Regions from separate parts of the Mus musculus genome. Here region 2 is linked to region 1. The links are chromatin contacts, called in public promoter capture Hi-C maps. All regions are on one chromosome and are shown on one strand. The core of a region is the stretch at or near the end of the contact, and the rest is flanking DNA. Distances in the headings are between cores, read along the strand shown. Region 1 has its middle 13 kb from the start of Sema6d. Region 2 holds the start of Ctxn2 (cortexin 2).

Region 1 (3,756 bases), core at 825-3,324:
GTACATGCCCTCAAGTAGTTCTTTAATTCCTGGTCTGTAACATGAAGACTCATTCCTAATTCAGCAAGCAACCATAGAAACAGATGCTGGGGGTACCAGGCATAGCTGCAGGCTCTAAAGATAAGCAGAGAATAGCCCAGACAAGACTTCTGTCCTCGTGCCTCTGACATGAAGTTTGCTAGGGTTACTGTGTGTGCCTAAAGGGGTCTAAAAGCCAGAGTAGATAAGAAATATTTATTTCCTTTAAGTGTAAAATGCTACGAGGGTGAAATATTGCTCAGTCCCTGGACTAGGCTGGATACCACTGGAGAGTTGGGCCTGCTGCTCCCTCCTACAAGCCCGGAATGACTTGTCAACTTTATCAGTTGGGTATAGGGAAGGGCATGGGGGCCTGGCTGGAGCTCCTGAGTGTGTATGAACTGAGCTCTGTACTATGCATTATCCTTAATTACAAAATAAAGTGGTACCCTGTGGGAGGCCTTCTGCCTCTCACCCCTGGGGCCAGGGAAGCTTGAGGTGACTTCTAAAGTCCATGTGTCCCATGGCCACCTGGTTGTAAGGGAACAAATGTGTCCTTTGCTGTCCATCTGGGACCCCATCAGAGTGTCAGGCCCACATTCTTAAGTCCCAGTGGAGACTCATTTGCCCTGCAAATCCCATTTGTGGTTTGGCTTAGAAGATCATGGGCAGAGATTTCGGAGCAGAGCCCTGCTGTCTCCGGGTTGAGAGCAAGCCCATGCACTTTGTATCCTAGGCAACGCTGATGCTATGGCAGAAATTTAGAAGGATGAATTGGAAATCATTTGGTTAAAGAGCCCTTTTCAACCCAGGCACCAAATCCACAAACATAAAACCTGATGATTTAGGAACAGCCCTGGAACTCATCTGGATGCTAGCTCCAGCTCCAGCTCCAGCTCCAGCTCCGGCTGATGAGGAAACAGAAGCTGGAGGAGGGGCTTTGCCTTCTGATGGCCTCTTGGCTCCTTCAAAGCCTTTAAGGGTTTAAAAGGAAAACCCAGATTTTTTTTCTAGCCTCCTCTTACCTCCAGGTGTGTTTGATAATGAAGGTAAGATTAGCAACCCCTGGGGTGATTCATAGAGGGAGGAAGAATAAGTGTAGATAAGGGTTTACATGTTTGAAGCATGGTTATCTCCAGCTTTAGAGCCCCATACCCTTCCTCAAGGTTGTGGCTTTAGCTTTAAACAGGCTTCCTGATACTCTCCCTGAATAATAACAATTACAGTGTTCCCCTGTGCCAGGAACTTCGATAAGCTCTTTAGAGGGCCAGTCCTATCCTCCTGGTAATCCTATGAGGTGGCTACTCCTATCTTACCCCATTTACAGGGTAACAGAAGTGCAAAGGGGTTAATTAGCTTGCCCAAGGTAGCTTGGTAAATAGTAGAGCTAGACTCCTCAGCAGCCCAGCTAGAACCTGAGTTCATCAGTCTGTAGGACCTGTGTTCATTGGCCTATAGAATCCATGTTCATTGGCCTACATTTCACTGTTCAGTAATGGGTGGAGTAAGCCAAAAAAAAAAAAAAAAAAAAAAACAGAAAAGTCAAACTCTGCTAACACCTTTGTCCTGCATTTACTTAGTCAAAATTAACAGCTGAGACCCTGAAAACTTGTGTGGATTTACCTAGACTCCAGTTCTGCCTCTCTGGCTCCAGAGGTCCCCAAAGTCCATCGTCAGAGAGTTGCAGGTGAGGTGTGGCCCATATCTGTGTGGTCCCTCTCAGAAATTCTGCCAGCCATGGAATCCACCTGGTTCCCATTCTTGATTACGGGTTCATTTTTGGTGCTGGACTGGTGAGCTGAGCCTAACTCTTCAGGAATTTCCATCCATACAATAAAAAATTGTCTGTCAAAATAAGTTAATGGGTTTTTCTTTTTTTGGTGGGGTGGGGGGCAAGAAAGAAAGAAAAGCAAGCAAACTAATAACTCCCTGGAAGTGACAACAGTAGCAGAGTCCAGCTCCCTATCTGTCTGCTTGTGAATCAAGTCAGATCTGCTTGTGGATGCTGGTGACTCATGCTAAGGATCCTTTAGGTCTGTCGGGGTAAACATCCCCTCCTGTCATAGGAACTTGCTTGTATGCATATGCGCATGTCTCTGTGTGCATACAGAAGGCAGATACAAGGTGGCTGATCACTGGGTGAGTAGGACCTACTGTTCTTGGCTTTCCATGCTGCTTCCTTTGATTTTTAAATAGCACTTTTCTTTCTCTGAGTTGTTAGAAATGTAACCCTTCCTCAACAACTTCAAATCAGGACAGCATCTGAAGCCCTCTCTAAGCGGATTGCTCAGCCCTGTGCCTGCGCGTGAAGGCAATGGCTCCTCCCAGCAGTGAGGCAGTGAGGTGCTGTTGCTCTCCAAGTGCTGTGCTGAGCAGAGATCACTGCACCCGTGCACCAGCTTCAGCAGTTTTGCTTCCCAAGTCCCTTAACTTCCTGCTCATTTCTTTCCTTGCCAGATAGAAATAATAGCAGTAGACCTCCTTAGTTTCCCCATGCCTGGGTAATATTCATGCTCTCTGAAAAGGCACCTTGAATAATATTAAAAGCTAAAGCTACAGAGGGATTGCACCTGACAAATCCGTAGAATAGGAGCACACATTCCTGACTTCTGTCATCCAGACCCCGTGGGCAGAACGAGGCACACACCCAGACCCCATTATCCCAAGCAGAATGTCACACACAGGCCATATGGCAGCCACAGCAGGTCATCTGGTGGAGTAAGCTGGTGTTCCAAAGACAAGCTGAGGCCTTTGGCATCCTGTCGTCCCAGGAGCCTGGGTTCTGCTTTTGTCTAGAGCAGTTACTTTTTCTAGAGGCTAAAGAGAGGGAGCAGCCTGGCTGGCACCTGGCGTGGAGAGCAGATAATGATGGATGGATGACCTTCCTGCCTATGTCCCTCCTAACTAGTTAGCCTTGAAGACCATTGTGTCCTCTGGGTAAAAATAACAGCAACCAAAAAGGCAGTTACCCAGTTATTCATTCAGTCACCAAAGTCCCCTGCTGTGTGTTCTTTCTTTCCTTCCTTCCTTTGCTCCTTCCTTCCTCCCTCCCTCCCTCCCTCCCTCCCTCCCTCCCTCCCTCCCTCCCTTCTTTTCCTCCCTTCCTTCCTTCCTTCCTTCCTTCCTTCCTTCCTCCCTCCCTCCCTCCCTCCCTCCCTCCTTTCCTTCCTTCCTTTGCGCCTCCCTTCCTTCCTCCCTTCCTCCCTCCCTCCCTTCTTTTCCTCCCTTCCTTCCTTCCTTCCTTCCTTCCTTCCTCCCTCCCTCCCTCCCTCCCTCCCTCCTTTCCTTCCTTCCTTCCTTCCTTCCTTCCTTCCCTCCTTTCTTCCTTCCTCCTTTTCTTTCTTTCTTTCTTTCTTTCTTTCTTTCTTTCTTTCTCTCTTTCTTCCTTTCATGATCATTGCAAAGGTTCTTGTTTATAGTCTCAAAGATCTGGTCCTCATCTTGATCTCTCAAGATGATTTATCGTTTGCCCTGGATAGCACATTCTTTCTGCTAAGATCTCGGTCTCATCTCCCCATCAGTTGCTTGCCATCAGTTGCTTGTGGGTTTTTTTCTTTCTTTCAATGAGGATTGTTGCTAGAACAATTTAGCTTAAAAAAAAATGTTATCCTATCTGAGTTGAGGTTGCCTGGCAAAAGCTTGTAGGCAAGTTTTGACTGGAAGTATCTGCCCCAGAGCAGTGGTTCTGATTACAGGACACATTGTGCAATCCCTATTCAGTTTGCTTAGAATTCGGCC
Region 2 (3,756 bases), core at 855-3,354, 500 kb after region 1:
CCTCATTTTTTTTGAATCTACAAGGAACTGCATTGCTAGAATGCAATAGTTTTAGTGCCTTGCTAGTTGGAGTGTCGTAGCAAGAGGAATTAATAATCTGAGACATAAACTCACACCTACCGAATTAGCATCTGCTGACTCTCACCAACGTGAAAGTCATAATGACATTAAAACTCAAGCAACTGTTTTATTCCATAGTATTAAGAAAGGACACAGTCCTTAACACACTTGAGAAAAAGTCAGCAAAGCTCTGAGCATGCCACTAGAAGAAGAGACATCCTCGTTCCTTCACAGCAGGCTGTTACTCCTTAAGATGTTTTCATAGTTCTAAACTTAAAGAGGGACAACTTTTCAAAAGATTGTCTCATATAAACCCCAAATATACTTGTGTGGCTTCTAAAATATTTGTATTTTATATTTGAGAATTTTATAGAACATGTGATATTCATCTCCCTCTTGAGGTCCACCACCCATAGTCAACTTACTTCCTCTCAACTTCATGCCCTCCCTTTTAAAATAATCCACTGAGCCCAATTTGTGCTAACCATATACTCCTGCCCCTAGGTATGAGGCTATCCACAGAAATTTGATCAACCAATCAGGGGACACACCCTTTAAAATGTCTATTCCTCCTCCAGAAGTAGGTGGGTGCTCATGATCCCCTCCCCATACCATGTTAGAATGCTGACTGGCTTGATCTTGTGCAGGTCTTATGCGGTAGTGTGAGTTCATGGGTAAAGCAGGCTTTATGAGTGAAGTAGACTTGTTCAGAAAACACCGGTTCACTCTTGTCTACCCTCTGGTTCTCATCATCTTTCCTCTTCCTCTCCCTCAATAGTCTTTGGGATTTGAAGGAAATGATGTAGATATTCCATTTGTGGCTGACACTCTGTGCAACATCTTTGTAAGACTGTTTCATTTCCTAAGTGATAATACTCTAGATAGTCATAAAATTTGTCAAATATCGTCACGCCCAAGTTCTCCACTAAATAACAACAGCAGCAATGATAATGTACAAATTCTGTATCTGCATTTTCTCAAATATTAACGACTGAAGAGTTCATAAGATGAGCAATTAAGTTCGTAGGGAATCTACAGGTGCGTGCCAAGGATAGGTTCTGGGAATCGTGACAAAACATGATGGCTGTTAATAATACTAAAGGTGAGTGTGGAGGAACCTCTCGAGGAGAGGTGAGAGGGCCGGTGGCTGTGTTGCTTTAACGTGTTCTGCTTTGCTTCCAGTGAGGTCTGTTTACAATGTGAATATTCAACCACGTTTTAGAAAACCTGCACCGCATCTACCTAATGGTTTTGTCACAATGGTAGTTCAGTATCTTCTTGCAGGAAAGAGGTCAGCTTCAGCGTTTCAGCACTGCGGACAGCTCCAGGGCGTCTGCGGGAAGGGGTGGGGTGGAGTAAAGGGGGCGTGGGTAGTGGAAATGAACACCAAAAGACTAAGTGACGCATCAGTATTCGGTTAAACCAGTGCACTTTTCACACCGTTTTTTTCCTTTGTCTGATCAAAGGAAACATAAAAATCTAGTGCCTTCTAACAACCCGGGACTGCTGTTTCCACTCACAGCGAAATGCCTTCGGCACAGCTGGGGACATAACAGAGACAAGGATTTTCGCAATGAATTAATTAAATCCTCACTACCCCAAGATGCACAAATAGTGACGAACCCCGATTGCTAAGCTTCAGGATGCGATGTGAGTGAAAACGAGCCCTGGTCTCTGCTTTTTCTGACGGACCTGAAAACCAGACCCTGTTGCTGCTGTTAGTCCCTTCCCTATCTCACGTCCCACCTCGTTGCTTTCACATCTACATACTCGCAAATATTTACACATTGTCACATCGGAGAAAGGCACACATGCACACACATTTTCCTGCAAACACTCGCGCACGGGTCCTTCCGCGGCTGCCCGTGTCCTGTCTCTCACCCAGACACAGACATTATTTACACACGTAGGCCAGGAAAGCGCTACCCACGGTCCTGTGACTCCACGCAGGTCCTCAGAACACGCCGTTTACACGAACCGAGATCGGCGAGCACAGACAAACCTGCCAACAAGTCTACTGGCTGGAATTCATCTCCATGGCAACAAACATGGAAGGTGAGCCCATCCATCCCTGCTGCCTGCGAAGTAACTTTCTCCCCCTTCCTCAGCATTCACCAACAGGGTTCCAGCGCCAGTCCCCAGGAGAAGGTGTCCTTTTTCTCTTGGATTTTAGAAACAGGAGAGCCGAGTGGGGGGCAGGGAGAGCTTGTAGGTTTGGTGAGCTCAAATTCTAAAAAGAAACGAATGCCTCTGCAGCTGCTGATGCTGTCAAGAAAGAAAAAAGAAAGAAAGAAAACGTGTTGTGTGTATACAGATTGCTGATGTTTCTCCCATAGTGTCTTGTAGGAAGTTTCCATGCTTCCTGCAGTTTAATATGTAGAAGGCAACTGGCGACAACGCAAGGTAGAACACTAGCAATGGTCTAGGCTTCTTTAGTGAGACATGTTGAGAATTTTCAGATCGACCAGTGCTTTGGAAGGAATGGGTGTCTGAGGAGCCAGCCAGTTGTTCTCTTAAGGAAAATCTCTCAAGGTTGACGTCTCCAGAGCTTTGGGGTAGATTCTTGAAGATCCGAGGTTTTGGAACTCTAGGAAACCAAAATGCATGCACTTCAGCATGATGAAGACATCTGGGTTTGTAATTTAAGGTTTTCTTTTGATTCCAACACATCCATTCCTAAATGATAGCTGTGTACAGATGTGGCCTCAGTAGTGCTTTCTGCTATTGCTTATTTAAACAGGATTTAGCAACCTTTATATTTGATGAAGGGTCTGTTGTTTTTGTACAGAAGAGCTTGTGATTTTTTTTTAAGCTTGAGTTTGCATGTCTTGTTTCATAAAATTACAAGTATCCTCTCATTAGAGTGCAATCATCTTGCACTCCAAGTATAACTATTTCAGATTTAATGTTTATGATGTTATTGCTAGATAAATAAACAAGAAGGAAAACCTGTTGATTAAAATAAAGACATGGGAGGTTCTTAGGAGGTGCCTACACTTTACCATTAGCTTCTGCAACTGCATGCTAATCTGTGGCAATTAAATAACCGTTTTTTGAAAAATGAATTTGATAGCTCCTAATCAGTAAATAATTCACAGTAAAAAATTTACCTACCACATTTACTCATGAACACGAAAGGTTACATAGCAGGTATAAAAATACTCTCTTTAGTCAGTTACTGGCAATAATATGATGTAAACAACTGAGCACAGAGGACGTTGTTGTTGTTGTTGTCAGTTATTTGTTGCTAACTACAAAGTGACTCCATGACATAGGGCCCTTTGATATCTACAGGTACTGCCATGGGCCAATGCTATGACTCATCAGGACTTAGAGAGCCCTGTATCTGACGTTTGCTATGAAAGAAAAGAGACACATTGAATGTGCTTGCTCACTACCAAAGTATCGAATCATTAATTCAAAATTAACAATCTTTTATCAGTGTCAGAATTCATATAACAATACACTTGAGTATTTCAATCATTCCATAGAGGGATGCTGATGGTTAATCGGAGCAGTGTTGATGATGTTAGTAACCCAGGGTATATTACACTTAAAGTAAATTCTACCTGGATTTGGCTTACATTCAACTCTTTTTTTCAAAAATTCACTTATTCTCTTGACAACTGCTGGTTTTCATATGGGCTTTTGTAAAATAAAAATCAATTCATAGCTTTGTTCCTTTGTAATCTATTT

The links. Promoter capture Hi-C pulls out the DNA fragments that hold promoters and counts their contacts.
Region 2: a contact with region 1 is called in a promoter capture Hi-C map of hippocampal neurons, with 2.5 times the contacts expected there. The contact joins the promoter of Ctxn2 here to the enhancer-like site in region 1. A contact is called at or near these places in 13 of 39 promoter capture datasets (the 3T3-L1 cell line, 3T3-L1-derived adipocytes, the C10 cell line and 9 more) and 3 of 115 datasets of contacts at active chromatin or transcription factors (the 230-238 cell line, cardiomyocytes and neural tube).

The regions. Positions count from the first base shown.
Region 1 is chr2:124,638,632-124,642,387 of GRCm38.p6, forward strand. It overlaps a transcript of Sema6d not described here. Among named protein-coding and RNA genes, the nearest start is that of Sema6d, 13 kb to the right of the region's middle. Within about 2 kb of position 2,075, at least 40 of the 459 cell types and tissues checked have an H3K27ac peak or open chromatin away from gene starts, as enhancers often do. A contact at or near this core is called in epiblast stem cells and hippocampal neurons, where this site is marked.
Region 2 is chr2:125,134,588-125,138,343 of GRCm38.p6, forward strand. Ctxn2 (cortexin 2) reads left to right here and starts at 2,105. Exons shown (of 2, transcript NM_001162934.1): 1 at 2,105-2,693.